Regions from separate parts of the Mus musculus genome. Here regions 1, 3, 4 and 5 are each linked to region 2. A link is a contact called in public HiChIP or PLAC-seq data. All regions are on one chromosome and are shown on one strand. Each heading gives the region's core, a stretch centred on a gene start, on an enhancer-like site or on the middle of the called end of the contact. The rest is flanking DNA. Distances are from core to core; before and after follow the strand shown. Region 1 overlaps Gm31718 (a long non-coding RNA gene). Region 2 has its middle 23 kb from the start of Gm31603. Region 3 has its middle 11 kb from the start of Gm31718. Region 4 has its middle 32 kb from the start of Gm51605. Region 5 overlaps Gm31718 (a long non-coding RNA gene).

Region 1 (4,253 bases), core at 688-3,187, 160 kb after region 2:
CCAAAGGGTGATATTCTGCCCCCCTCCCCAGATGCTGGTAGCCCAGGAAGACTCTAGATGCAGAGCCAACCTGGGCTGCAGAGGCTGAATCTTGGAGATCTTCCATGAGGGCCAGACCTGACCGTGCAACCAAGACCACCTTTTTATAAGTGTGTGCACATTCACGTGTGTGAGCATACATGAGAAGGAGCATAGGTCCTTGCATGTGTAGAGGCCAAGGTTGACATCTGATGTCTTCCTAGGCTGCTCCCCACCTTACTAGTCAAGATGGTCTCTCACTGATCACAGATCTTACCAGCTGGCTAGACACAGACTCACTGGCCAACAAGCCCCAGATACTCTCCTGCCTCAGCCTCCCCAACACGGGATTGCAGACAAGTGTGTGTCACCACACACAGCTTTTAATGTGGGCACAGGGGATCTGAACTCAGGTCCTTAAGCTTGTGGGGTAAACACTTCTCTGAGCATCTTCCCAGACCATGTTTCCCAATGGTTTTTTACTGCAACAAAACACACAAAGGAGAAAATAGAAACATACAAGAAACATACCATCTTAGCATAACATTCTGGAAAATAATATTCACATTGCTACAGCACTGTCCCCACACAACAACCAGTCTCTTAATTAGCTGCTGTCATCGTGAAACAATCATTTCCCACCCACCCCCTTGGTTGTACTTCTCCCCTACTCTGACATTTCTAATATCATGAAGAAGGAGAAGGAGAAGGAGAACAACAACAACAACAACAACCCAAGATTTAATCAGGCAAGGTAACTCAAACCTGTAATCTCAATTTTGAGAGGCAAGAAGATTGGGGCAAGTTTGAGGCCAGCCTGGGCTACATAGTGAAACTTTGTCTCAAAAAGTATCAAATTAAATTAAACTCCAAATGAAGGCACTAAGGAGACAGCTCAGTTTATAAAGTGCTTGCTGTGTAAGAAGGAGGACCCATGTTTGATCCCCACAGCCTAAATTTAAAAGCAGGGCATGGGGCTCAGCTTGTAAGCTTCCAACTGGGGAGGAACCAACAGCTGGGCCTCCCCCCCCCCCACCAACCCCAGGGTTTAATGGCCATCCAGCCTGGCCCACTCAGTAAGTTCCAGCCTAGTGAAAGATCCTATCTCAAAATAAGGTGACAGCACCTGAGAGACTGATTGGCCTCTGACCCCACATACATGCACACACATGTGCATGCACATACATGAACATCCATACGCATGCACACACACACACAAAAGGAAGAAGGAGCACAATCTAAAAGACTGCCTCACCAGGGGGCGTCCACCCTGAAGGATGCTCATGGGAGCATTTTTCTATGCTTTTCCCCCCTCAAGTTAAGAGGTAAAGGATGCCCAAAACTTTGGCTTTCCAAACCAGAAAGGCTGGGCGTCTCACAGAAAGCAGCAGGTTTTGATGCAGTCCCACGGGCAGCTGGGGTTCCCCCACCCCTACCCTCTGCTTCTTCCTCTCTCTCACCCCCTCCATGTCCCTCTTTGAGTGAGTTGGGTGGAATGGGAGGCCTCTCTGTTTTGCAGGCTGAAGGAAGCCCCCATTTCTCTGCATCACAAGTCTAGGAAGAGCTCCTGAGGAGTCGATGTGAGCTCCCTATTAGAGGTTCAGAGTGAAGGCTTCAGGACACACACACTCACACACTCACACACCAGCATCAAGCCCTCTTAGAGTCTGTGGCCCAGTGCCATCACTCGAGATTCTGTTCGGGTCCCTCTGAAGCCTTCGCCTGCACCTGCCAGCTTCCCAGACAGAAGTCACACCGTACAGTGAAGCATAGAAAACAGAAAGCCGTTAGCCCCCAGTGAATGTTATTTTTAATGAAAGTGGTACATTTTGAGTCACAGTGTTAAAACCAGGTCAGAAATGAATCATCAGAGAATCAACCACAAAGTCCCCTGGAGGTGACTGCAGATGACTGCCCTGTCACCAGCTCTGCACACGCCTCCCTGAGATTCTGTCACGCGGAGCCAGTGTGGGGCCACTGGGTGCCATGTCAGCTCAAAAGATGTTATGTTGTCACCAATGGGATTCCCCGGCTTGGTGATGTGGTGGTCCCACCCACACAAGGAAGCGGCCATCATCCTGCTAGGTCTATGATTACATCATCCTACTGGCTTCCAGGTAGTGTGTCTCAGATGGTGGAAAGAGATAAAAGGACCTGTTCCTCCCTGACCCGGACTCTACCTAGTGCCCACATCTCCTCCTGGCTATGGAGAGGCAGCCCAGGGGCTGAGAGATGGCTCCATCAGTAAAGTGGTTGCTATGCAAGCATGAGGATCTGACTTTGATCCCCAGCACCTGGCTGTGGTGGCATGTGCTTGTCATCCAGCTCTGGGAAAGCAGAGACAGGTGGAAGTAGAGGCAGGAAGATCCCTGGGGCTTATCAGCTTAGCCTAATAGGCAAACCCAAGCATTTGAGAAACCATGCCTCAAAAAGCAAGTGAAGGGTTCCTAAGGAACAATGTTCAAGGATGGCCTCTGGCCTCCAAACACAAATGCACACACATGCATGTACATGGGAACACACAAGATACCCATTTGAACATGTGTATAACACACATAGACACACATGCATACTTACACACATGTACACTCATATACACTCACACATACACACAAAAATACACACACATACATATACACAAATACACACACATACACATATACACACACACAAATACACACATGCATACACATATACACTTATACTCACACACACATACTCATATACTCACACATACACACACATGCATGGGCACACACACATACGCACACATACATACACAATTACACACATACTCATACATACACATACACATATGCATGCATACATGCACATACACACTTAAATTCAAACACACATACACATTCTCTCTCTCTCTCTCTCTGTCACACACACACACACGCACACACACAGGGAAGCTCAGGATGGGCTGCTGTGTTGAGTAATTTTATGTAAAGTTGACAAAAACTAGTCATTCATCTGAGAAGGAGGAACCCCAATTGAGAAATGCCTCTATAAGACTGGGCAGTAGGCAAGCCTATAGAATATTTTCTTAGTGAATGATGTTGGAGGGCCCTGCTGATTGTCCTGAGCTGGTGCTCCTGGGTTCTATAAGAAAGCAGCAGGCTAAGCCAGCCATGGGGAACAAGCCAATAAGTTACACGCCCCCATGGCCTCTGCATCAGCTCCTGTCTCCAGGTTCCTTCCCTGTTTAACTTCCTATTCTGACTTCCTTCAGTGATGGATGGGATGTGGAAACAAGCCAACTAAACCATTTCCTCCCTAACTTGCTTTTGGTCATGGTGCTTCATCATAGCCTCTGCCTTCTGGTTTCAGATCCTTAGACAGGCTGAATATTGACCCTGGCCACTCTGCTTCAAAGACCTCCTTCTAAGACCACACTAAGGATCAAGTGGAACGCACCATGCAGAAAACACAAGAGCTAGTTCCCTTCTGTGGAAGCAACAACAAATCACTCCTTTTTGGTGAAGGAGTTAAAGGCTCCTTTCTGGACCTCTCTGAATTGGAGCCAGACTGCGAGTGGCTAAAACAGATAAAATTTAATAGAGGTAACATCTCCAGCACCTGCCTGTAATCTCAACATTCACTCAGACAGGGGGATTGCATAAATGAGACCAGCGTAGGTTACACAGTGAGACCCTGGAAAAGAATACATAAGGAGTCACATGTTAGTTAATAGCATGTGATTTTGAGCCTGATATCTTCTGCTTGTGCCCTCCTGGAATGCTGCCCTGGGCCACTAGAAGGAAGCTGGACAGGAAACTGGTTGGACTGTGGAGAAGTGGGTGCCCTCAACCTTCCTGCCAACACCACTTTCCAACACAAATAGATCTGTCACCCAAAATCTCCACCTCAACACAGCCCCAAGTGAACACAGAGAGAACAAGATGGTAGCTAGAGTCTGAGCCTGAGACCCACAGGAAAAAGCCTCTTCCAGGCTAGGGTGCTGCTCAGTCCTCCCTAGCACTGCAGATAGATAGATAGATAGATAGATAGATAGATAGATAGATAGATAGATAGATATTTAGAGAGGTAGAGAGATAGATAATAGATAGAGAGATAGAGAAAGAGAGAGAGACAGAGAGATAGAGATATAGATGATAGTGATAGTGAGACAGAGAGACAGAAATAGAGTGAGACAGAGACAGATAGAGAGACAGACAAACAGATAGATGATAGATGGATGGATGGATGGATGGATGGATGGATGGATG
Region 2 (4,298 bases), core at 1,545-4,044:
CTGAAAAAGAAGAGGAAACGTATGTCAGAAAGATGGCACTCACCCAACCCCACATTTGTGTGGGGGAATTTCAGATGTGAAATGGCTCTTTGGAAGAAGTTGGGTGCTCTGGGATTTGGGGTGGGGCAGGGGGCAGAGGGCAGGGTGCAGGATAGTTTCTGTGAAGGCTGCAATGGGGCAGGGTGGGAACAGCCCCAAGACAACCTGGGGAAAGTGGGGGTGGGGTGAGGACGAGGAGGAAAGGATGGGGAAACATAGGAAAAGAGTAATGAAGGGAGATGCCGGCTTCAGAGAGTGACACCTCTCTGAAGAACAAGGAGGCCACATGGTATCTAGGTGCTAGCTTCTAAGACTTGAGAGGTCCTGAACACATGCTGAGCTGTGCTCCTGTGGCCCTTCTCTGTGGCCTTCCAGGTCCACAGTGACCAGTGAGCCCAGGCAGAGTATGCTGGACATGTTCTGTGGCGTCTACCCTCCAGGTCACTCTCTTCCTTGCTGCCCATCTTGTCTTGAAAAGGACTTGAAGCATTGAAGCGTGACAGAAGGTGAGGCAGGGGCCCTGGTGTATGCTAGCTACTCCCTCAGCCAGCTACTCCCTCAGCCAGCTACTTCTCCAGCCAGCTACTTCTCCAGCCAGCTACTCCCCCAGCTGACATTAGGAGATAAGAGGAAGTCTCAGGGTAAAGAAGACAGGAGTCTTTTTTGGTCCTCTTTTGCAGCACCCATACTGATTCCATGAGCATATATTTCCTCATGGAGAAAAATAACATGCCTACCCCATGAGGTGCTTCTAGTGCAGTCTGAGGTACTGATTTCTCCCTTAAGGATTATCTGAGGACCAACTGTTTGGAAAAATACTGCATTGTCTGTTGGGTCTCAGCACAACAAACAGAGAATCCTGGGGCTGAAGAGACTGAGTGTAGGGTCAGATCAGAGATATCTGCCCAGGCAGCAAGCATTATAGACACTGGGGCCTTCTGCACCGTAGGGTCCTAAGGGACTCTTTCCAAAGAGGACACTGTCAGGTAGTTTCCTGAGATCACAGCCTCATGGGGCCATCCCTGAGGTAGTCTGAGAAACATGAGAAGTGAGGAGCCTCATCCTAGCCAGCACCTACCTCTATCCACAGCCACTAGCCACAGTCAGGGCAGTACCACCATGAGCTATATAGCTAAGAATGGCATTGAGGCCACTGACTATATATTACACACAAGTGACAGTCACCAGGATGTGCACAGCTACACTCTAAGAACACTGGCCTCAGGAAGTACCCCACTGTCCCCACACTCCACCACAGGGCCATCCTTCTTCTACTGTGCGCAAGGATCGTAGAGGCTCGATCCTATCCATGGCTCCGAAGCAGATGTCTGGGACTGCTCAGCCAGGGCTCTGCCTCACCCTGTCTCCTCCCCATCTCGGTCACCACACTGTCAACAAGTGACCTTACACATAGCTTGCCAAAAGCCACTTCTTTCCACAGGGTTGCCACAGATGCAACTCCCTTCCTCCAAGGGGACACTGTGGCTGCCACGAGGCATCTGGCAAACTGAGGCTCCTGTTCTTTGGGGCCTTGAGGTTGCATTCCAGGCCAGGGATCCGACCATGACACTTCAGCCTTTTGTCCTGAGAGGCAGCACACATCGTGAAGTAGATGAGTTCAGATCTGAAAGGGAACAAGTCATTCATCTTCATGACTGGATCTGGGACTTGGGTGACCCCTAATCTATCAGTGCTTGGGTTCTTCGTTTATCAGATAGGCCCAGTGAAACACATGGGTCTCAGAGGAGTCATGGGTATGAAGATTCTCTGAAACTCCCAGATCTATGTGCATGCATCTCTCCCAGGGACACTTGACCCACCCACATGGTGGCAGGGATGGAGGAGGCTCACCTGTTTACAGTCCTGTGTTCCTGAACTTGTGTCTTGTTCTTTTGTTGTTGTTGTTCTCTGGGACACAATGTTCACTGGCGACTTTTTGGTCTCTGAACACGTGTTCCCGTGCAGACCCAAATCCATGACTGTTCTGAATACAATATCATATCATAGATCCAGTAGGGAAGCCAGAGTGGCCTGTGGGAAGCATCCTGCATCCAGACAGCCCCATTAGACACTAGTAGTCTGTAATTTGGAACCTGAAAAACATTAGCTGGAACTTAAAATAAGTTGGGCCTTGTTCCCTGGATATTTCAAAGTCAACTGAAATGGGAACCCAGGGTTTAGCCCAGATTGTGTGGGTGCTTTTAGAAGTTGGTGACTTTAAGTGCTGTGGGGGTGTTTGGGGACCTGTGGTGCCAGGCTCCATTTGGGGAATCTATCCCGCTTGGCCTTTCTGGGTACGTGAGTTGTTTGTTTTGTTTCAAGTGTGTGTGTGTGTGTGTGTGTGTGTGTGTGTGAGAGAGAGAGAGAGAGAGAGAGAGAGAGAGAGAGAGAGAGAGAGCGAGCCCAGGGCCTTTAGGCAATACTGTACCACTGGGCCACATCCCCGGGGCCTGCATAGTCTCTTTAGTTTCCAAACTGTCTATAAGCTCATTTTACAGCCTAAGCAGACTTTGGACATATAGTCTTCCTGCCTCAGTCTCCCAAGCAACTGGATTCAGACCTGTGTCACCAGGCCTGGCAAGGTGACAGGTTTAAGAAAAGACAAAGGTCTTTTGTCCCTGGAGATGTTGGCTACTGCCCAAGTTCCCAAGTCACCCCTTACTAAAAGCCTGTCTCAGTTCAGACTCATGCAACGCTGTCACTTGTCACTTAGCATCTGGGAGCTACTGTTTGCTCACTGTGAAATGGGAACAGCGTTCCCCACTGGCAAGGGCTTGTGGGTATTACACAAGATAACACGGTGGAGAGGTTTCCACACTAAGCAGACACAGAAACAGTGTGTGCAATTGTCCCCTTCCACTGCTGCCTCCCAGATGCCTCGGGACCCTGAGGAAGAATCCAGATGGGCTCTCAGATCTAGAAAGTTAAAGAAAAGAAGTTGGATAGTATGGGGCTCTCCTCCACAATTGTTGCCCACCAGCAAGTGAGTTCCCAGAGGCGCCACATCTGCCCCACACATGTGAAGTCTGTGATGCCTGCAGCTGCCAACATGAACCAAACCCATTTTAGATTGAGCTCAAGCAGTGCCAGCCTAGGCCAGAAAGTTGCCTGAGAGAATTAATTAGCCAGTGTATTTCCCAGAGGCTAGGGGCACAGGATTTGTGTGTGTGTCTTTTGTCTGTATGTATATGTATCTGTGTGTTTGCCTGTGTGTCTGTGTGGATATATCTCTGTGTGTATGTATCTGTGTGTGTGTCTCTGTGTATATGCGTCTCTTTCTGTGTGTCTGTGTGTGTATGTATCTGTGTGTGTGTGTGCCTGTGTGTGTATGTATCTGTGTATCTCTTTGTGTGTCCATAGGAGGTTACGTATACATCTTTCTCCTGCTTCTTAGAGAACTCCTGGAGTATAGCTAACACAGAGAGTTGGAGAAGAAGATCCTGTAAGCACCTCACTGAGTTCTCTGTACTTTTAGAGAGCCCATGGAGCTAACAAGGCTGGCAGAAGATTCTGAACTGCTAATGGCCAGGTCTGGGTATGCAGCTCAGTTGGCTGAGTGCTTGCTTAGCATGCAGGAAGCCCCTGGTTTAAGTCTCAGCACCACCTAAACCATATGTGTGCAAACACATATGTGATTCCAGCACTTGGGAGGCAGGAGGATCAGGAACCCCGGGTCATTCTTGACTACACAGCACATGAGACTACACCTCAAAGCAAGATGTTAATGAGCCCATTCATCCATTCAACATTTACTCTGGAAGGTGCCAAGGAGCTCACTAGCTCTTCCAATCTAATGACTTGTCTCAAATAAAGACCAAGTGTCCCTTGAGTTAGAAGAATTTACACTGCTGTCAGGTGTGGTGTGAGGACAGACCACATACACTGGGCTTCACTGCTGGAATCAGCCTCCTGAGTCCTTCAAGGGAGTCAGCTCACCTTAGTGTCCATCCCACAGAGCCCTAGGGACTGAAACTGGGGGTGTCTTCCTTGCTGTCTGCATCTTAACAGCTGCCTGTGGGTTAGGAGGAAGAACAACAAGCCATTTAAATGAGATCACTCCATAAACGCAGAGGAATCCAGGGCACAGAGAAAGGACACATTTGGGGCCTGGCAAATTCTAAAGCATGGTCCTAAACACCAGCTGCTTCTACCCTCTGCTACATGTAGACCCAGGGAACTGGGCTGCTCAAGGCTCCCCAGACAAGAATAGTTCCCTAGACAGCATGGAAACTTGCCTGGAGGGCCCGCCCAGTCAGGAC
Region 3 (4,153 bases), core at 1,090-3,589, 210 kb after region 2:
AGGACCCTACCTGCCTCCTCCAGTCTTCCAGGTCAACCAAATGTTCAACCTGCTAGAGTCTCAAAGCTCAGACCACTGACCTGGCTACTGTCCTTCCTAGCTTTCACTTCTTCCAAGTTAGGGAGTTTGTGAGCGGGCAAGTTTAGCCTTATCTAGACCTCTCTACGGGTTGCCGTCAACAACAGGGACTCTGTTTCTGAGTCACATGGAACAGCTGACAGCTTGGTGCATCAACCCTTTTTCCTGTTAGGGGGCGCTTTGGAGATTCCCTTAGCCTGAGTTCCTGAGAGGCAGGCCCACCCTAGAGCACCTACCAGAAAATACCTGGGTTCTGTTCACAGATAAAGGTGTACCTCCCACCAGAGCAGCTTTCCAAAGGCTTTCTGGCCACAGCCTATGACATGACTCTTCTCTTAGAGTTACATTTCTACTGGCAAAGCCTAACAACAACAATGACTTCTGACCTTCTAAAATCGGCAGCAGAGAAAATGAACTGGAGCAGTAATGGGGGTGGGAAGCACTCCACAAAGACATTCTGTACCATTCACAACTTCTGTTTGTTGTTGGCTGGGTTCTTTTCCCCCCTTCTTCCCCTTTCCAAGTGTGTGTGTGTGTGTGTGTGTGTGTGTGTGTGTGTGTGTGTGTTTTCAAATGGCAGAAAATATTTTCCAGCTACACTGTGCTGGCATTGCCAAGCTCATGCTGATGCCAAGGTTATAAAAAGCAGCTGTGGAGAGACTTCACAGAAGGGCTTGTCCGATCAGCTTCCAAGACACTAACTTTCCTCTAAGAACCCCACCTTCTTCACTACGTACCTGAGGGGGACACATGTGTGGCCATATTACAATAGTTATGTGCAAGATACTTGAGTGGCAGGTCTTTATGATCCCTCAGTCCCCAAATCCTCACACTCAACTGAATGTGATGGCACACGCCTGTAATCCCAGCACTCAGGAGGTGAAGGCAGAAGGATCAAGAATTCAAGACTATGGCCATCTACAGACAGAGCAAGTTCAAAGTCAGCCTAGGATATGTGAAATACTCTCTCAAAGGTTCAAAAGTTTCTCCCTGCACCAAAAGAATCTCTCTCTCTCCCTCTCTCCCCCTCCCCTCCCCCCCCCTCTCAGACACACACACACACACACACACACACACACACACACACACACACCAAAAACTGTTCCAAGATTCCTGCTACAGTTGCCAGGAAGGCTCAGAAGGGCAGGATAAGTTTGGGCTGCAATGGTGAGAACACATGGTGGCCCTCATGGGCCAGTTCCCCTACCAACACCCCCTCTTCCTCCCTCCTCTGCATGTGAGTGTGTGTGGAAGTGAGTTCATCTGTGTGTGCACATGTGTGTGCATGCATGCATGTGTGTCCGGGCATGCATGTCTGTGTGCATGTGTGTGTGTGTGCATGTGTGAGTACCTGTGTGTGTATGCTTGTATGTGTGTGTGTGCATGTGTGTAGGTGTGTATATGTGTAAGTTCATCTGTGTGTATGTGTGTGTGAGAGTGCATGCATGTGTGTGTGAGTTCATCTGTGTCAGTGTATGCTTATGGGTATAACTTAACTGTGCATGTGTAAGTGTGTTCATCTGTGTATGTGTGTGTGTGTGAGTTAGTTCATCTGTGTGTGAGAGTGTGTGAGCTCATCTGTGTGTGAGTTCATCTGTATGAGTGTGTGTATGTGTGTGTACAAATGAGTTCATCTGTGCATGTGTGTGTGTTTAAGTGTGTTCATCTGTGTGCGTGTGTGGATGGAAGCCAGACACTGACTTTAGAGCCTTTCTCTACTGTGCAACACTTTCTCACTGAACCTAGACATCACTGCTTTGGCTAAACTAGCTGGGCAGAGAGCTCTAAAGCTCTTCTTGTCTTCCATGTCTCAGCCCCAGCTCTGGGGTCACAGGCATGTGACCCAACAAGCCCAGCTTTTTATATGGGTGTGGAAGATCTGTAATCTGTGGAAGATCTGAACTCAGGTCCTTAAGCTAACATAGCAAACACTTTACCTGCTGAGCCATCTCCCCAGTCCCAAGAAGGATGTTCCTTGCATGGAACCATGACTCTCCAGAACCCCCACTCCCCGACCCGGAGACTTCCCCCAGGTCTCTCACTCTCATTCAGTGATCAGCTCCAACTCCATCTTGCCTCATCCTGTCCCTCCCACGCTGTGGGACACCCTACACCTCATTGCTGCTGCTGCTCTGCAGTGAGATCCTACTCCCTCCCTCCCTCAGTTCCAGCCTAGTGAAGACAACAGTAACCCGCACTGTGGCTCTCCTGGGTGACTAATTGGTTAATCCTGGGAAGGCCTTTGAAGCTGAAACACCAGTGTGTTACTCACAGGCTGGAGGCATGAACTTGCCCTAGGCCAGGTCTGAGTCAGCAGAGAGTGGCCTCCCACCTCCATACAGGCTGAGCCAGCCAGCCTAGGTCCTGCTCAAGGTCAAGGCTGTCCTACAGGAGAGCATGGCAATGTAAACCAAGGGAGATAGTGAGGTCTTAGTGGCCTGTGTGGGGTGGCTGTTCTGAGCCTGAGAACTGGGCCCTGTTGAAGATCACATAGCACTCAGTCCTCAGCTCATGCTTCCAAGATAGCACATGCAGCAACCTTGGTCAGGACAATATTTCCTGGTCATCGTTTGGAGAAATATTTTTTCCCACAGCAAATTCCTTAGGAGCCACAGCCTATCTCCTTGCGATCTCCTTAGGTGGGAGGGCAGTGCTGTCAGCCTAAGTCTTGGGAGAAAGATGTGGGCAACTTGTGGATTCCCTCGGCCTTCTCACACGCATCTCTCTTGTGAGGGTGGAGGTGATGGCTGAGACCGGGCCTCACTCTTAAAACCAGGCTGGCCCTTGAACTCACTGTGTAGCCTAAGCTAACCCTTTACAATTCATTTGCCTCAGCCTCCTAGCATGCCTGGCCATCCCATCTGCCTATGGGAGGAAGAAACTAGTCAAGTGTGATGGTAGGTACCTATCATCCCTGCATTCAGAAGGTGGAAGAAGAGAGATCAGGAGTTTAGTGATAGCCTGGGCTACATGAAACCAACCCTGTCTCAGAAAAGAAACAAAAGGCAGGCAAGCAGGCAGGTAGGAAGGGAAGGAGGGAAGGAGGGAGGGAGGGAGGGAGGGAGGGAGGGAGGGAGGGAGGGAGGGAGGGAGGGAGGGAGGGAGGGAGGGAGGGAGGGAGGGAGGCTGGTAGGCCAGTTTACAAACCAGAGGCCAGCCCTTGTGCTGATGCCCTTAACCCTTCCAGCAGGGTTTTGTCACCAGAGCTGGGAGGCAAGAACTGACAGCCTTTAAGATGCAACCCAGTGTCAGATTCCCCAACAATGGAGCAGCAGGTCCCCACACCCTGCCCCCCCACCCTCCTGTAGTGACCCCCATATGATCTGGCCCCCCAACCTCTGCCTTTCCTCTGCCCTCTCTGCCATTTCCTTCTTCCAGAAAACAACCTCCCTGGCCAGAAGGATTTCAGGCACTTCTGCTTTTGTTCTAAAGCCACCAGCTCTTATAATATTTTCTGCTCCTCTTCCCAGGGACTCTGAAACACACAGATGACAACACTTTAAAAACAAAGAGCCGAAGGCGGTGGCACATGTGTATCGCCCCAGCACTTGGGCGGCAGAGACAGGCGGATCTCTGCGAGTTCAAAGTCAGCCTGGTCTACAGAGTTAGATCGGGTCTCAAAAAAAAAAAAAAATTACATTAAAATTAAAACACAAAAATCTGAAGTAAAACCAGGAGGGACTGCTGTCAGCTTGGGGCAGGAAAGGGGAGAGCGGAGAGCTTGTGAGTGGAGGCCTGGATCTGGCCAAGGGGCAGGGCACAGCGGTAGACTGAGCAGAGAGCTTTCTGTTTGGCTTGGGTGGCTGCAGAGGTAGAAGTGGCCACTGGGAGAGAGCTGCTAAGATTTGCAAGACAAGAGCCTCTTTTCTCAATTCTCACACTGCCATCAAGTGGCCCAGTGAGCCAGTGCAGGATGTCTGTGCCAGCCTGAGCTACCTGGAGAGAAAAAAGGGTTGGGACTTTACCTAGGGACTCAGAAGCACCCCCAGCCTAGAGCTCTGAACTGTTCGGTAAATGCCAATCCCTGGCAATATAATCAGAGATGTATACATCCGGGCATGTGCACAGTGTCTAA
Region 4 (4,323 bases), core at 584-3,083, 180 kb before region 2:
AGGGAAGATTGGGACCTTAATATCCACTTGGGAATTTGAACACAGCTTGCAATTACCCAAAGCCACTGCCTCTGGGGCAGGCTGGGAAATTTCTATTTCTTTCATGAGTGACACTGGACTAAGACCCAAGATCCCACTATGTCTCCCATCAGGAACACTTCCTAGCAGGGTCACTGTTTTACCCACAAACTGGAACTCAGGATACCCACATGTCAAGGAGGCTCACTACCAAGACCTCCATGCACTTCAGATGGAACACTATGCACTGTAATTGGAGCACCATGTACTGTAGTTGGAGCATAATGTATTGTAGTTGGAGCACCATGCACTGTGGTTGGAGCACCATGCACTGCAGTTGGAGCACCATGTACTGCAGCTGGAGCACCATGTACTGCAATTGGAGTGCTATTCACTGCAGCTAAAGCACCATACAAGTAGTTGGAGCACCATGCCCTGCAGCTGGAGCACCATGCGCTGCAGCTGGAGCACCATGCACTGCAGTTGGAGTGCCATTCATCACATCAAGGGCTGAAGTTGCATTCAGATGTGACCTCACTACTTCCCATTTGTGAAGAACTAAGAAGCCATCCTGCCTTTTGCCTCCTGAGAGATGGCTCCAGACATGACCAGGAACATGACCCTTTAATTCACAGCACCTACCACCAGGGTCTAGGGTCTCCCAGAATGGACAGAGTGGCCTCTGTCTTCACCTGGGCTTGAGAGGCTCTGGCTTTCTCTTTCCTGCCCCCAGAGTTCTGTCCAAAGAAGGAAGCAGATAGTGAAGACCTAGAAAGAGAGCAAGGAAGGACTGACATGGGCTCCAGAAAGAAGTGAGTACATTCCTTGTATTCTTTGTAGATGACTCTCCAGCCTGCATCAGCCTCGGGCGAGTCCCAGGCCTGCAGCAAACCCTGTCTGCCCACAGGGCTGTCTCAACACGCTGTTTGCAAAGTCAAGTTTGCAGTGTAAATTCTGTTCTCCCTTGCTTTCTTCAGGGATTCACAGATGGGCTCTCAGCGGCTCTTCCTCTCCAAGCCTCTTTGGTGCTGAAAAGTGAGGTCACTGCTCTGGAACATGCCATCCCTGTCAGAACAGGTCCTCCAGGCAGCCATGCGGCCGCAGGGCCAGCAGGGTGGGCCGTGCTGGCTCCCAGTCCTGCCCTGACTTAGATCTCTCTTGGGCACTATTTTGGGCAGATTTTTTTCTCCCCATCTTGCTCTTTATCATAAGCCCATTGGGCAAATGACAGCGGTATTGCAAGCTTGAATGGGCTTGTTTGACAAGCCAACTTTCACCCTGTGAGCTGCCACCGGCTCCTGCAACTCTGTGAGAAGGACAAGCAAGCAACTCCAGCTACTTCCTTGATGTAACTGACTTTTGAGTTTAAGATGTCTTGTTGTCATCTCCCTGGTTGCGAGGACAAGAGGGAGAAGACGGGACTCATCCTCCTGTGCATCTGTAGTTGGCACTTGTCAAAGCCCTTTTTGCTCTGAAGCCCCACCCCTCAGAGCACAGACAGGCACTTGGAGGGGACCTCTCCCAAGTACAAATGATTACACTCAAAGACACTGCTGATAAATGTCATGGGCCAGTGGCTCAGTGGGTAAAGTGCTTACTGTGTAAATATGAGGACCTGAGTTCCTATCACCAGAGCCCATGTTAGAGCCTGATGTGGTACCCAGGACGTTCTGAACAGGTCCAGCCAAGAAGAGAGTTGGTTTGCAGAGGGCAGAGGGATAAGGAAGCTCAGATTCCCTGCTGGAGGTAGTGGGTGTGGCCATGCTACAATACTCTGGTTGGGCGGGTAGGCTAAAATCAGAGAGGCTAGGGCAAGCAGCCACGAACTGTGCCGCAGCAGGGAGCAGTGATTCATAAATCTGCCTGGGGAGAGCCCTAATCCCAGCCCTTCATCACTTCCCCCCTTGCCTCCTACCATGCCACCCTGCATGACCGATAATTCTCCTCCCTGGGAATGAGATGCCGTTGATGTTTCAAAGACTTCTTCCTGATTCTCACATGGACTAGAAATCCTTTGAAGGGCTGGGATGGATGGCCTAGCAGTCAGAGTGTCTGCTGAGTAAATCTGAATCTCCAGAACATATATATAAAAAGCCAGACATGATGACATTCCCCTGTAATCCTAGTCCTGGGGAGATGAAGACAGGATCTCCTGGAGGTTCACTGGGCTAGTCAGTTCAGCCTAATGGATGAGTTCTAGGCTCATTAAGAGAACTTGTCTCAAAACAGTAAAATACGGAAGGCACCCACAGACCCCTGACCTTCACACACATTCACACACATGTATGTATGTGCATATGAACATGTATAATGCATTAGCACACACACATACACACACTCACACACACACATACCTGAAATCTCTGTATTGAACAAAGAACCAGCCTTAGGTCCTGTTTGGAACATCTTAAAGACCCTGACTCATGGTCAACTGTTTTCAGAGGTCCGACAAGATCTCCAGAACTACAGAGGTTTTATTCAGGGGGCCATGTACTCATTGGCAGGGCACCGGGAACCATATCTGCTCCAACCCCTGTCCTCTCAGGCCTTTGTAGGCATAGCTCTTTCCAGATGGCTGCCCTCACCCCATTCTTTTGTCTGTTCAGGTTGGGGTCCTTGATTTCTTATCCACAGAGCTGTAGGCTGTGACCTCAGTAGGTGCTGAGTCAGCTTGGAATCTAAAGTGCTACCTAGAGGCTGGGGTAAGGAGGAAAGGCCAGTGCAGAACAGCAGGCTGGATCTGTCTGTAAATGAGTGGGTGGGGGTTAGATCTCAAGCCTGGACCCTTGCATGTGGGAGCTGCACTCCCAGCTCTATGAACCAGGCTTCAAGAGATGGGGGCAGAATCCACCTTCTTCTCCATCTCAGTTCCTGTCCCCTGAGTTGCACCTGGCCTGGTGCTCAGTCGAGGGTGTCTTTTCCAATATGGAAGGTCCTGGAGAAAGCATCATCAAGATCAAGAGATAGGGACAGAATCTAAAGGGATCTCCTTGAGTCAAGATGGACATTCCTGGGGGCAGCAGACTCAGAGTTTCCTGGCAAGCTAGGATATGGTACCTTGAGGAGTGATTTTGATCTCAGGGACCGAGCCTCATTCCGGAAACTCTGCCCATGTTGAGAATTTCTGTTTTCCATTTTTCCATGTTTACAGCAGTGTCTCCTTGGATGATGGTCAGTTTGTAGCTTTGGACCAAGGGGTGCCACTGAGCTAGTGCGCCTGGGTCAAGCTGGAGGTAAGAGATAGATGGATACCAAGACCTCCAGCGACCATCAAGGTGATATATACAGTGCTCCTCAGTTTTCCTGACTTTTAATGGGTGGTGGCTTCCTCACTGACATATTTAGAAAATCAGATAAACCAGACATATTAAGCTCATAAAGTGGGCTTGGCACATGCATCATGCATAGATTAGCCCTTGGCATCCAGATCCTGTAATGGCATCCACTCTGGCCTTCCCCACTCACAGGTCATGTGACCTGGGGCAAGTCACTCCAGTCCTCTGCTTATTTTTTATTTTTTAATTTCAGACCTGAGGGTCCAGATATATTCTTACAGGCTGCTTTGAGAACTGACAAAATGGTGGACATGTGTGTGTGTGTGTGTGTGTGTGTGTGTGTGTGTGTGTGTGAATTGACATGATGGTAGACATGCTCATGGCTCACCATTTGAGAGTACAGCTCACGACACACAGTTTGAAGTTACAGCTCATGGCTCACGGTTTGAGGGCACAGCTCATGGCTCATGATTTAAGGGTATAGATCATGGCTCACTGTTTGAGGGTACCTCATGTGTTGAGAGAACAGCTTATAGCTCACGGTTTGAGGGTACAGCTCATCACAGCAAGGGAGACATGGTGGGGTTGGGGAGCCTGCGGCACCTGGCCACATTGTGTCCACAGTTAGGAAGTAGAAAAAGATGACCACGGGTGTTCAGCTCACTTTCTCCTTCTTATGAAGTCGGGGACCCCGGCCCATGGCTTAGTTCCATCCACAGTTGCGGTGGGTCTTCCCACCTCAGTTAACCTAATCTAGATAACTCCCTACAGGCGTCCTCTGAGGCTTGGCTCCTAGGCGACTCCAGATCCTGTCAAGTCAATAAGCCAACTGCAACTTAGCCAGTTGTGGTTGATTGTATGATAACTTGACTGGGCCATAGTACGGTCACTCATTGTCCTAGGTGTTTCTGTAAGGGTGTTTATAAAAGTAACTTTTATTTTCCTATTCTAGTTGCTGTCTGGGAGGTTTACTGCCTCTGTCTGCTAACCTAGGTCTAGTCCTTCTAGCTTCTGTACAATCTAATAAGCC
Region 5 (4,562 bases), core at 131-2,630, 180 kb after region 2:
CCCAGAAGTCACATTTTAAAAAAAGCTGAGTGTGGTGATGACTACTGTGCTAGGGAGGTAGAGATCAGCCTGACCCAGAGAAGCTCACTAGCCTAACCTGCTAGATGATTTCCAGGCCAGTGAGAGACCCTGCCTCAGAACAAAAAGACGACTGGCGCCTGTGATATAACACCTGAGGTCATCCTCTGCACCCATGCATCTTACCTGCACACGTGCATGTGCACCCACACATACAAAAGGTAACAGACTAGGAGAAGACTTGAAATTTGTGTTCAGTCATTGATGGAAGGCTTGGAGTGATAGAAACACCTCAAAAAAAGAAAGTAGTAACCCAGACACTCTGTAAGACCCTTGAGCGAGCTCAGCCTTTGATGACTGCCATTTTGCACACCCTTGACGCTTCTTAGCTCCTCTTCTAGAAGATGCAGTTTCCCCCGTGGAACTCTGGGAATGAAGGTTACCATATCCAGCCCTGTACACTGGTTTAGGGATTTAGCCCAAGGCTGGTGCTTTAAAAAAAAAAAAAAAAAAATCCTTCCTTTAGCCTCCCAGAGACAGGCTGCTCATTTCCATTGCTAAGGTGGAGGAAGAGATAAAGGGATTTATTATCTGAACATTCCAGGGCCTCCCAAACAAATCTGTTCCTCCCTCTAACCACCCCCACCCCCCCGCTCCCCAAAAAGCTGGACCGAGTTTTAAAACATAAGTGTGTTTTGTTCCCAAGCCAGCTTGTCCGTCTCGGCGGCACTCATACACGCAGGGCCTCCTTATCAAATCACAGACTGCTAAGTCACAGAGCAGGAGAGTTCTGGTTCAGCACACCTCATGAGCTGCAAGCCCCAAGAAGGATGTCTGTGTCTGCCTTGCTTGTCATTAGCATCTCATGGTCACATGGCAGTGCCTGCGTCATTCAACCACTGGCAAAGAAAACAGAATGAGGTCAGCCACGAGGGAGAACAAACGGCATAGCTCAAGGAGCACAAACGCAAGCCTGGAAACTTGGGGGGTTGGGGGGGCAGGCTTGTGAGGGGGTGAGTTGTGGCTGATCACAGCCTCCTGGTGGTCCCTCTCTGTGTTCCCTGGTGTTTGCACAGCCCAGGTTACAAATCTGGGCATCATCACCACCAATATCCCCATAGTAAAGGTGACAGACTGGACAGAGCATGCCACATCCCTTGCAGCAGGGTAGAGTCTGGAGCCGCCACGCACCCTCCCCTTCCCTTGTAGAATGGAAGGTGCCAGCCACTTGGGGGTCAGAGTTTGAGGGGAGGCTCTTCTGAGGAATGTGTCTGTGGAGAAATCCATGCTCCCTAGAGGGAAGTGGGGACTGTCCCTGCACATCAGACTGTGGCAGAGCTTACCCCAGGATGCCCTTTAATGAGAGCAGAGAAGACTAGGCCCTTTGCCAGCCAGGACCTCAGAGTCTAAATAGGGTTGCAGTAGGCTGGCAAAGGTCCCTGAGGCCTGTAAATGTGAGGAATCTGGTGGGGGTTTTGTTTGTTTGTTTGGTTGGTTGGTTGGTTTTGTTTTCTAAGGAAATGGGTCTTTGCAAATACGAATAAGGACTGTGAGATAGAACAGTTATCCCAGGTGCCTCACAACTGAGAAGGGCAAAAGCCCCCATATACAATGACTTGTGTACTTAAAAGACAGAGGCCGGGCAGTGGTGACACACGCCTTTAATCCCAGCACTTGGGAGACAGAGACAGGCGAATTTCTGTGTTTGAGGCCAGCCTGGTCTACAGAGTGAGTTCCAGGACAGCCAGGACTACACAGAGAAACCCTGTCTCGGAAAAACAAAAACAAAAAAAAAACAAAACAAAACAAAACAAAAACAAAACAAACAAACAAAAAGACAGAGGCCAAGTGTATCAATTACTTCCTTAGTTGCTGTGACAGAATACCTGTTGAAAGCAACAGAATACCTGTTGAAAGCAGCTTCGGTGAGGAAAGGTTTATTCTGGCTCACAGTCGAGAGGATACAATCCACCACAGAGGGGAAGGAGAGCAGGAGGCAAAGGTGGCTTGCCACTGTGGCGGCACAATCGTGAGGTGGATAGTCACATCCCACGCGCAGTCAGAAAGCACCACAGCGAAAAGCCTCTGGAGAAAGGAACCTCACAGAAACGTTGACCTCAGCCTTCCAGCCTCCAGAGCTTCGAGCAAGAAGGTCTCTGCTGACCAAGCATGGGAGCATGGGCAGACGAAGACACCTCATACATAAACCAGAAGAGGGTAGCTCTTAAAACTTAAAGTCCACCACCACTCCCACTCTCACCAAGCCACTCCCTCCAGCTGAGCTGCTCTACCTTCTGAAGTTTCCACACCTCCCAAACAGCGCCATCTGTAGGCAACCAAGCGTTCAAACACAGGAGCCTAAGGGAAGTGGTGGTTGAGGAGCTGAGGCCACAAACTAATCAATGGCAGACAACACCCCACCCCACCCACCCCCAGCTGGAAGGGATCAAAGTGGGTCCTTCCCTGGATCCTTGGAGGGAATGCAGTTCCGTGGACACAGCCAAACGAAAGTGCCGTCAAACTTCTGCCCTCCAGAACCGCGAGAGAACAAACTGCTGTCTTATGTCTCTTTGTGACAGCAGCCAAGAGGACATCATTCATTATACAGAAGCTGACGACTACCTGCTTGAGTGTCAGAACCAGAAGCAAGTGTTGGGTTGGGCCAATTTCTGCCTCAGTGCTTGTCAGGGCCAGTCTAGTCAGGGTCTGGGTCAAGAGAGAACGCTAGTATGGACCACTGAGTGCCTGAGTCATGGAGCTACCAGAAAAGGTAGGAACCCCACAGGGAGGAACCACAGGTAAGCCCTGTCTAGAGACCCAGACCTACCATCCTAGCTACTCTGGAGGCTGAGGCGGGAAGAAAATGAACACAAAGCATACTTGGGCTACAGAGTACATTCAAGGACAGCCCAATGAGACCTTGTTTCAGTAAGAAAGGCTGGCAATACCAGACAGTGGCAGAGCCCTTGCCTAGCCAAAGACCTGGGCTCCATTCCCAGCACAGGAAGAAGATGAAGGTAGAAAAGGTCTCGAGTGGCCACACAGAAGGGGGTTAGAGAAGGGCCGGGGGCAGGTATCTACTTCAGCCATACTCAAAAATGCCACCCCCTTCAAACCCTCTCCACCCCATAGGACTGCCCTGGCCCTTTGGCCCCTTGCCTTCCTCCAACCTTTTAAGCAGGGAAATGGGAAACAGAGCCAGACAAGAAGGGTCTGGGGGACAACCAGCCTTGCCCCTTTCCCATGCAGGCCTAAGCAGGCTCAGCTGGAGCGGGGAAGGGAATGAGATGTTAAAATTTAGAGTTCTGACTAACATCTTGGCCCAAACACTGAAATTCTGAGTTGGGACTGTTTTCCATTTAAAGTGACCATTGGCCAGGCTGTTTCCTAAGAGCTGCAGAAAAGTGTGAGCCTGCCAGGTTTTCCAGCCTTGAGCAAGGGAACGTGAATTTGGCGGCTGGATCTTAAAGGAAAATAAAAAAGAAAAGCAGAGTTAGCCTTCCAAGAGCTTGGAACTGGGGTTGTTCAAGCCTGCTGGCTGTACAGAGCCCAATGGAAACAGCTCAACTTCTTGGTGGAGCAGAGAGTAGCTGAGTTCTTGTGAAGGGGGAAAAAATGCAAATTTGTTTTCAGTATCGCTTACAAGCTTCCTGAGTGGAGCCCTTGGCCTGGCATGGCTTGCATTGACGTCAGCCGAGGTCACCATATCAAGACAGCTGTAGCTGCTGCCTGGCGGAGACCCCAGGGACAGAAAACACATTGGCTTTGTTTCATGGAAGATTAAAAACATTTGCTGCCTGGGTCATAATTCACAAGCCCTGTTATCACTGGGGCCAGGAATGCTGAGCAGAAAAAATATATATATATTTAAAAGTACCACCCCACATCAAAACCAAGGGGAGGCAGGCCAGGTAGCACAAGCCTGTCATCCAGTTACTTGGGAGGCTGAGGCAAGAAGATCATAAGTTCAAGGCCAGGCTGGATCGTGTGCAGAATGAGCTAGCAGCCAGCTTAGGCAACTCATAGAGCCAAAACTCACAGACTAAAAACAGAAGTAAGGGCGCTGGGTATTGCCTCACATCACAGAGCTGAGTTATACCCCAGAATCACAGAGACCCTGGGGAGGCCTCAGAGATGGAGATCATGGCCAGACCTGGGCACTCTATCCTTGCCTGCTCTCCTGAAGGTAATGTGAGAGGGTGTGTTGAGGTATGTTCGGGGCTCTAGGAAACCCATCTGAAATGCAAGTTCCTTGTCTCCCTGGAACACATGAGGACCACCAGGTGTGGGCAGCCTAACCCAGGGGAACCCCTAGCCTCTGGACTCTCAGGAAAGTGTCAACAAGAAGGGACAGATGGAGCAGATGGTGGCCTGCCTCTGGGTCACCAGACAATAGAGCCCGTCCATCTGCTTTGATTTATAGTGTGTGTGTATGTGTGTGTGTGTGTGTGTGTGTGTGAGAGAGAGAGAGAGAGAGAGAGAGAGAGAGAGAGAGAGAGAGACTGTTTGAGTGTGTGTATGTGTGTGTGTGCACGTGTATGAGA

What was found. HiChIP or PLAC-seq counts read pairs in DNA pulled down with a chosen protein or histone mark.
Region 1: an HNF4G HiChIP or PLAC-seq map of pancreatic cancer cells shows a contact between it and region 2. The contact joins two enhancer-like sites. A contact is called at or near these places in 1 of 15 datasets of contacts at CTCF or cohesin (the NIH/3T3 cell line), 7 of 484 Hi-C or Micro-C datasets (double positive thymocytes, embryonic stem cells, erythroblasts and 2 more) and 11 of 115 datasets of contacts at active chromatin or transcription factors (the HPC-7 cell line, effector CD8 T cells, embryonic basal ganglia and 8 more).
Region 3: a contact with region 2 is called in an H3K27ac HiChIP or PLAC-seq map of acute myeloid leukemia, with 2.2 times the contacts expected there. The contact joins two enhancer-like sites. A contact is called at or near these places in 2 of 15 datasets of contacts at CTCF or cohesin (the NIH/3T3 cell line and large pre-B cells), 10 of 484 Hi-C or Micro-C datasets (B cells, the C2C12 cell line, CD8 T cells and 7 more), 7 of 115 datasets of contacts at active chromatin or transcription factors (the HPC-7 cell line, acute myeloid leukemia, double positive thymocytes and 4 more) and 1 of 9 other capture datasets (embryonic stem cells).
Region 4: a FOXA1 HiChIP or PLAC-seq map of pancreatic cancer cells shows a contact between it and region 2. The contact joins two enhancer-like sites. A contact is called at or near these places in 3 of 484 Hi-C or Micro-C datasets (nephron progenitors and uterus) and 2 of 115 datasets of contacts at active chromatin or transcription factors (microglia and pancreatic cancer cells).
Region 5: a FOXA1 HiChIP or PLAC-seq map of pancreatic cancer cells shows a contact between it and region 2. The contact joins two enhancer-like sites. A contact is called at or near these places in 1 of 15 datasets of contacts at CTCF or cohesin (the NIH/3T3 cell line), 10 of 484 Hi-C or Micro-C datasets (CD4 T cells, double positive thymocytes, embryonic stem cells and 1 more), 6 of 115 datasets of contacts at active chromatin or transcription factors (embryonic stem cells, fibro-adipogenic progenitors, heart atrium and 3 more) and 1 of 9 other capture datasets (embryonic stem cells).

The regions. Positions count from the first base shown.
Region 1 is chr8:126,865,859-126,870,111 of GRCm38.p6, forward strand. All of the region lies in intron 1 of Gm31718 (a long non-coding RNA gene), which reads right to left. Among named protein-coding and RNA genes, the nearest start is that of A630001O12Rik, 19 kb to the left of the region's middle. Within about 2 kb of position 1,938, at least 100 of the 459 cell types and tissues checked have an H3K27ac peak or open chromatin away from gene starts, as enhancers often do. A contact at or near this core is called in pancreatic cancer cells, where this site is marked.
Region 2 is chr8:126,704,952-126,709,249 of GRCm38.p6, forward strand. No RefSeq gene overlaps it. Among named protein-coding and RNA genes, the nearest start is that of Gm31603, 23 kb to the right of the region's middle. Within about 2 kb of position 2,795, at least 48 of the 459 cell types and tissues checked have an H3K27ac peak or open chromatin away from gene starts, as enhancers often do. A contact at or near this core is called in acute myeloid leukemia and pancreatic cancer cells, where this site is marked.
Region 3 is chr8:126,917,117-126,921,269 of GRCm38.p6, forward strand. No RefSeq gene overlaps it. Among named protein-coding and RNA genes, the nearest start is that of Gm31718, 11 kb to the left of the region's middle. Within about 2 kb of position 2,340, at least 161 of the 459 cell types and tissues checked have an H3K27ac peak or open chromatin away from gene starts, as enhancers often do. A contact at or near this core is called in acute myeloid leukemia and pancreatic cancer cells, where this site is marked.
Region 4 is chr8:126,530,653-126,534,975 of GRCm38.p6, forward strand. No RefSeq gene overlaps it. Among named protein-coding and RNA genes, the nearest start is that of Gm51605, 32 kb to the left of the region's middle. Within about 2 kb of position 1,834, at least 71 of the 459 cell types and tissues checked have an H3K27ac peak or open chromatin away from gene starts, as enhancers often do. A contact at or near this core is called in pancreatic cancer cells, where this site is marked.
Region 5 is chr8:126,883,446-126,888,007 of GRCm38.p6, forward strand. All of the region lies in intron 1 of Gm31718 (a long non-coding RNA gene), which reads right to left. Among named protein-coding and RNA genes, the nearest start is that of Gm31718, 23 kb to the right of the region's middle. Within about 2 kb of position 1,381, at least 153 of the 459 cell types and tissues checked have an H3K27ac peak or open chromatin away from gene starts, as enhancers often do. A contact at or near this core is called in pancreatic cancer cells, where this site is marked.